Linked DNA regions of Rattus norvegicus: region 2 is linked to region 1. A link is a contact called in public Hi-C data. All regions are on one chromosome and are shown on one strand. Each heading gives the region's core, a stretch centred on a gene start, on an enhancer-like site or on the middle of the called end of the contact. The rest is flanking DNA. Distances are from core to core; before and after follow the strand shown. Region 1 holds the start of Fgl1 (fibrinogen-like 1). Region 2 has its middle 18 kb from the start of Mtus1.

Region 1 (3,720 bases), core at 361-2,860:
TACTATTGTGTCCCCTGCAGACTGCCTGATCGTAGACCTTATCAATTATTTATTTGAACGTGAAGAAAGCAATAAAGATACAAGAAAGATACATCCAAAATACTACACTTCCCCACAGTAGCTAGTATCATGTTAGCTTTAAAATTCCATGCTTTCGGGGTTGGGGATTTAGCTCAGTGGTAGAGCGCTTGCCTAGCAAGTGCAAGGCCCTGGGTTCAGTCCCCAGCTCTGAAAAAAAAAAAAGAAAAAAAAATTCCATGCTTCCCTTTTAAATCAGTGGCTCGAATTCTCTATTATAAATTCCATCATTTCATCCCTCCTGTATGTGTAGATCACTTCAGCCTAAATGTCATTGCTTTATCATTACTATTATAAGTATTTTATAATATTATTAATAATATTTATAACTAGTTATTATATTTAAATATTTATTATATTTATATTATATTTAAAATATTATTGTAAGTATTTTTATGTATTATTATAAATATTTTAAGTCATCAGGACCGATTTTTCTATAAGAACTTCCAAATTTCCTAAGACAATCATCAGAAAGGTCAAATACAGGTGAAACTTTCCGCTCAGTAACAAAGAAAGCACAGAAAGAAAACACTCTATTTTTTACGGGAATCTGAGTTAAGAAATAGGGGCAACAGGACAAAAGGCAAACAACTGTTTGAGTTACGTCAGACTGAAGAGAAGTGATCACCTGGTTTCCAGTCTGAGATTGTTACACAACAAGATTAGCAGAACTGGGGGTTGGGGATTTAGCTCAGTGGTAGAGCACTTGCCTAGGAAGCACAAGGCCCTGGGTTCGGTCCCCAGCTCTGAAAAAAAGAAGAACCAAAAAGATTAGCAGAACTGGAAAATTACCTTTCACACATGTTAGAAACTGCTCCAGAGGCTTTAAAAGCAAAAAGAACAGCTAGTACAGAACACAGCTAAGGCTAACGGAGCAAGTGTCACAATCTTTACACATGAGAAAACACTGTTGCTAATCGACAGTCCCACATCCCTGTACACAGGGAATTTAGGGTAGTATGAAGCAAAATGTGAAGTTGGGAGGGCAACATGCTGTAGCGGACATGGGAAAACTTGGAGGGGAATGCGAGGTGGATATGGTCGTATTTCATGTTTTCATGTCTGAAGTTCTCAAGAATAGAGAAAAAGTATAGTAAAAAAGGATCAAGTAAACGGATGGCTCCCTCTTGTCCATTATAAGCCTGTGGTGGGGATATTTTCATACTTAAGAAAAATGTGGCCCCTGTCTTCGCTGAAATGATCCTTTAGTTTCCTCTTTGCTGGTGGTAGTTTATTAAGTCTTACCACCTGTAAGGCGAAGCTTCGGGTGCGCTTGGCTTTTAGGATAAAGTACAAAATTCTCTGAATGAACACAACTATAAAAGGCTGAAATAAAGATATGTAAGCCAATAAAATCTTCTGCAAGGAGGAGAAATTGAAAATATAAGAGTATTGGGGTTCCCACTCCATTTTTTTTTTTTTAATATTCCTTCCAGTTAAACTGGTTTCCTCATGTTGTCTCTGGATTAAAGCCAGAGTCAACTTTGCCGACATCTAATCAAATAGCAGGGGAAACCATTTGTAATTCTGACTTCAGTTAGAAGTTCCTGGGAGGCCCTGTGTAGACCCAGCCTAGCTGAGTACTGATTCATTTTGATGTGAGGTAAGTAATTAGCTGTACTCCTGACTGGACTGTAATAATGGTGACTTTTTTTCATGACAGCAAATGACAGACACCAGGACTCGAAAAGTCTCAATACCCTTGGCTTTTGAGAGAGACTGGGATGGTTGACAATAAGGCAGAGCTGCAATTTGGAGGAGAGATTTAGAATCAAATTAGCTTCCCATCCCTTTGGATTTTGAGTGAGTTAGGTGAGGGTTCACAGTAGAAGTTTCCATTTCAGCCTCCAGAATTAAAAACAGAATAGACCACATTGTTATTTGGGCTTCCCAAATGCTTTTCAACTATTTGGAGGTCAAGTATGTTTAGCTTTTCAGAGCTCTTTAAGAAAATCTATACAGTCTTAGTATAAACAACAAAGATATAGGTATAGTCCATTTTCAGAAAAGTTTGGAAAAGCAGCATAACACGGTCTCTCAGGCTGTGCTTACGGGTAATATTTTAACTGTCTGCATTAATGTTGTAGCTCATATGTGACTGATAACTTAGAAAATATAGTGGTGCTGTTGATGCACTTTTTTCTTTTAAACTTTTCCTTTTTCATTTTATCGAAAGGTTTCGCCTACCCCCACCTCTACTCTCCCTGGGTCCTCCCTATCTCCCTCCCATTCTGATCTACTCCATTTCTGTCTGTCATGAAAAAACAGACAGGCTTCTAAGGGATTAATACAAACTACTGTGGCATGATGAAACACAAACCAGTCCATCACAGTTGGACCAGATGGAAAGAAGGAAAAGAGTTCCAAGAGGAGGCACAGGAAACAGAGACCCACTTGTTTGCACACTCAGAAATCCCATAAAAACATGTAACTGGAAGCTCTCATGTGTGAAGGACCTGTTGCAGACCTAGGCAGGCTCTATGCATGCTACCTTAGTCTCTGAGTTCATAGGTACTCTGATCATATTTATTCGGGCCGGGCCTTGTTCTCTTGGTGTCATACATTCTCTCTGGCTTTTACACTTTTCTGCCTCCTTTTCTGAAGGGGTCCCTGAGCCTAAGACGTAGTGCCCAGCGTTTCAAGGCCTCTGACTCTCTGCATAATGTCTGCCTGTGGGTCTCTACGTTTCCCCCCATCTGTTGCAGGAGGGAGTGTCTTGGATGATGGCTGAGCAAGGCACTGATTTGTGTCACTGGCAGAGTCCCTTTTTTTAAATTTGTTGTATCTTCTCATAATGGCTCATTCAAAAAATATCATTTAAACCATTTTATAATCTATTGACTTACTTTGTTTTGAGATTCTACTTATAAAAGGCATTTACCATAGCACATTTCTAAAGTTAGATGTTTTTGCCTTTAAGTTTAATGCAGTATAATTTGCTAAGTTAGTTCTGACTGTTGGTCAGAAATGGACATTGTGACATAGTAACACAGCATTTGGCTGACAGAAGCAAAAGAATTATTGCAAGTTTGAGTCCAACCTGGTCAACACTAGAATTCCAGGCTAGCAAGAGTTATAAGTGAGACCCTTCCACAAAAAAAAACCCAAACACACACACACACACACACACACACACACACACACACACACAAGCACGCACGCACACGCACGCACATACACACTACTGGGTAATTATTTATTTAGGTTCTGGAAATTGAACCAAGAGCCCTAGTCATGAGAGGCATATTCTGCCACTGAACTACATTACCCACCTCCTTAAAATAATTTATATTGACTAATACAGCCTGTTTGAGAACAGATATTTGAAGATAATTTCAATGGATAATTTTATAATAATTTTAAAGTATAATGATTTCTAATTCAAAATACCAAAAGCAGAATACTATAAATGATATACAACCAAACATGGTGGATAATAAGGAATAGGATGATGTTAGTATAAACTGGATGTGCAGAATAAGGATGGTTTACTATCATGAATGATGAAGACTGGATTATCAGTGCAGCTGTGACCAATCGCAGAAAGTTGTATTAATTTTTTAATCTCCACTGGGGACTTCTACCCTGCCTTCATCATTCAGTTCCCAGATTTTATATATATAATTATTTTATTTTTAC
Region 2 (3,560 bases), core at 567-3,066, 160 kb after region 1:
GTGAAATAAAAGGGCTGGATGACTAGCTCCTGCTTGTAGATGGACTCGAGTGAGACAGTTACTGGAATCTACTTGCCCATCCAGTTTATCCTCTCTTGGTTTCTGGATCCATGTTGTCCTGTGTGTCCTGTGAATGTTGCCCCATTGACTTCAGCGTTCATGACTGTTCATTATTAACTGTGCTCACCATCTAGAGAAAATCCACACCAATAAATGTTTCAACAGAAGTGATGAGCGAACAGAGATGTTCTCACCCCTGCCTGTTTCTTTTCCAGGTCACTCGATCTTGTTAGACCCCATGATAGTCCCGTTATACTGCGGTATGATTTTTGGCAACTGTTTCATTATAAATTTAAACTTAGTGTGTGATATTTTTCTTCTTTCATGATCTCGAGCTTGAATTAATAGCGTGGTAATGGTTATAATTACAAAAATGAATCTACTTATGTGTCGTAATATCCGTCAAAATTCCAATGTCGTATTTCACAGATTTAGAATGAAACAGTCATAATTCATATGGAACTGAAAGAGAGATATGAATAACCAAAGCAATCCACAGGAGGAAGGAACACGGTTGGAGGTGTGTTGTTGTAAAATATAAAAATAATATATGTATTGTTGTCTTTTACCTCGCTAGGTCCACACTGCAGTGCCCCAAGATATCTGCTAGATAATCTTGGCGGAAACACATCCCAGCCGCACACTTTCCTACACTCAAACCCTCACATAAAAGAACACATAACATAATAATCTTAGATCCAATTGATAAGATATAATTGCCCACTTAAACATACAAAGCCTGGTACCATCCATCCCTTAGGAACATTAATAACAACCTGTAAATACACAGAGCAGAATCTTAACATCACCTGCCATGTTGTTCTGCCACGGCTTCTCTGCCCCTCTTTCCCTCCTGTCTCTTCCTCTCTCTCTGTCCCCTGAGAGGAGCTCCATTGGTTCCAAATGGCTGTTCTGAGTATGAACAATGACGTCCACAGGGGCGTATAGAGATAGAGACTGGCCAAGCACTTGAGCGACCAGCTTAAACCAGCTGCTTCTGTGAGCTAATTAGAATAAAGTGGTTTTGATATATAATCGTAAAACTTTTGGTACTTGGGCAGTGCATCTCCCGTTTTATTCAGTGTTACCAAGGGCCTTTCTGTGGTGTCCTGTGATTTACATGTCATTTACTTCTTTAACCACCTTAGCTCGCACTTGGCACCAAGGGAAGCAATAGGGTTCTTGGTGGGACACTGCCTGTCAGACACTCACTGTTTCTGGGCGGGCAACTTCTCCTAGTAGCTCAGGCTCGGATTTAAACTTGGCTACCGCTGTCTGTGGGATGCTGCTTTCTTATGCATGGCATAGCAGAGGGATTATGGTTAGGTATCCGGTCTCACTGCCCCAGTCAGACAAGTGGCCCAAGAAAGCTGTTTACTCATCTAAGTTGCTTTTGTCACATGACAACATCACTAATAATTACTAGGATTAGTCTCAGCATTAAAAGTTTGACATGGGGTAGGGAGGGAGGGAGGGAGGATACCTCAGTTGGTAAAGTATTGGCCATGCAAGTGTGAGGTCCTGTGTTCAATACCTAGCAGCCCCGTAAAAAGGTCAGGCTGGGAAGCAGAGATAGGTAATACCCCCGGGATCACTGATCAGTCAGCCTGATTGACAAACTCCAGGCCAGTCTTCATCGGCCTCAAAGAAATCAAGGTGAGTATTTTTGAGGAATGATGTCACTGTTGACCTCTAACCTCCATGGGCACGCATCGTGTGCTTGCATAGCCGTGACCAGGCACCTCCTGCTCACATGGGTATCCACGTGAACACACACACACATACCTGAAAACTGGGTGTAGAGGCAAATGTCCATTGTCCAAGTGCCCTGGAGGCTGAAGCAGGAGGATTACTCGAGGAAGCTGGACAACAGAGCAAGACTCTGCTTTTCAAAGTTAAGCTTTTGGTGAGCTGGGTGGAAGGGAGAGGAGTGGGTGGGACGTATCAATTAAGAGTTCCCTTGGGGGGTTGGGGATTTAGCTCAGTGGTAGAGCGCTTGCCTAGGAAGCGCAAGACCCTGGGTTCGGTCCCCAGCTCCAGAAAAAAAAAAAAAGAACAAAAAAAAAAAAAAAAAAAAAAAGAATTCCCTTGGAACCTTCCTAAAGAACACAGGCCAGGGCATGTAGAACGGTGACTGAGCATTGGTGAGAGTGCTTCTGGGCAGGCTGCGTGTTAATGAGCAGTGGTCTAGGTCTCCTGAGGCATGCTGGGAATGATCTGTAAGTCTATGGTGCTTCGGGAGGCAGTACTGGGAAGCATGCCTTTTCTTGTATCTTCTGAGCTTGCTAGGTTTTGACTACATTGTAGCTGTGGCCCAGAAAAGTTGACCTGTTTGCTCAAGCCGGAGCTTTCTTTCTAGAGATGACTCCATCTGGATGTTTTTGCCCACAGGGTAGCAGTTTGATAAGTTTGTATTCTAAAGATCTGCCTTTTCCTTCCTCTTAAAGCAAGTGAAAACGCTGGCCTAAGACATGAAAGTGGAATGGGTGTTCAAATGTGTAACAGTTGCTGTAACTGTTACTAAGGAATTTTATCTAATGAAATTGCCTTGTAAAATGGGTGATTGAACGTCTCTGTGTAGAGGGTGAGAGAGTGTATTAACAAAATTAAGTCATTACTCCTGGCATGGAAAGAAAATTGATTTCAGCAGACACCCGTGGCAGCTCACTCTCTACTCCTTGCTTTGTAAAGTCCAGGGGACGGAGTGGAATTAGGAATGCTTCTGCTCTCAGAAACCTTAGCGACTTCACCCAGAGCGTGCTCATGGAGCAAGCAGGAGGTACGGGCATAAGCCAGAAGTGGGAGGTGGGGACGACTGACCTGGCAGGAGTGGCTAGTGGAGAAGCCACGACTCTCCTCAACAGCTTAGCTCAGATTTAATGGATCTTTTAAAGGTACCTGGCATTGAACTCAGGGCCTCACGCATGCTAGGCAGGTGCTCTGTCACTTGCTGGGACAATAACAATTTGGCACCATCACCTTGTTTATATGCCATTGGCAAAATGGGACACCATCATTTCTGTCAAAGGTCTTTCCAAGCCTTGATGCGCTTTAGGGCTGTGAGGCTACCGGCATAGATGGCGCAGAGACACTCGGTGCCAGGAGAGAGCATGATCCCAGCGGTCTGAAGATTGTCTAATGAAAGCATGAATAAGCCAGAGAGTGTCCAAGTTGAAACTCAATAAAGGAGTTCAGTGTGAACGGGTCTGGTATTCAGGAGGAGGATGGGGATGAGCTTGAGAATTCGAGGTTCAATCTCAAGTCCTTGAGTAGAGCATAAAGCACATCAAATAGACCTCTCAAGAGAAGGAGAGCATGTTTGAACAGTAATGACCAAAAAATTGTTCGTCAAGTGCACATTTAGGCGCTAAGTGTGAGCTCTTGTTGTGTTCCTAAGACATCAGAAGTTAAGAAACATATACGCATGGAAGCCTTTTATTTCCAGCAACACAGTGTTAGAAATTTGAGTGAAAGGCATTCCTCACATTCCGTTTGGCAAA

What was found. Hi-C and Micro-C count contacts between places; a contact is called where the count stands out from the background.
Region 2: a contact with region 1 is called in a Hi-C map of hepatocytes, with 2.1 times the contacts expected there. The contact joins the enhancer-like site here to the promoter of Fgl1 in region 1. A contact is called at or near these places in 8 of 12 Hi-C or Micro-C datasets (the A7r5 cell line, Schwann cells, hepatocytes and 4 more).

The regions. Positions count from the first base shown.
Region 1 is chr16:57,822,590-57,826,309 of GRCr8, forward strand. Fgl1 (fibrinogen-like 1) reads left to right here and starts at 1,611. Exons shown (of 8, transcript NM_172010.2): 1 at 1,611-1,684.
Region 2 is chr16:57,979,350-57,982,909 of GRCr8, forward strand. It overlaps a transcript of Mtus1 not described here. Among named protein-coding and RNA genes, the nearest start is that of Mtus1, 18 kb to the right of the region's middle. Within about 2 kb of position 1,817, at least 1 of the 93 cell types and tissues checked has an H3K27ac peak or open chromatin away from gene starts, as enhancers often do. A contact at or near this core is called in hepatocytes, where this site is marked.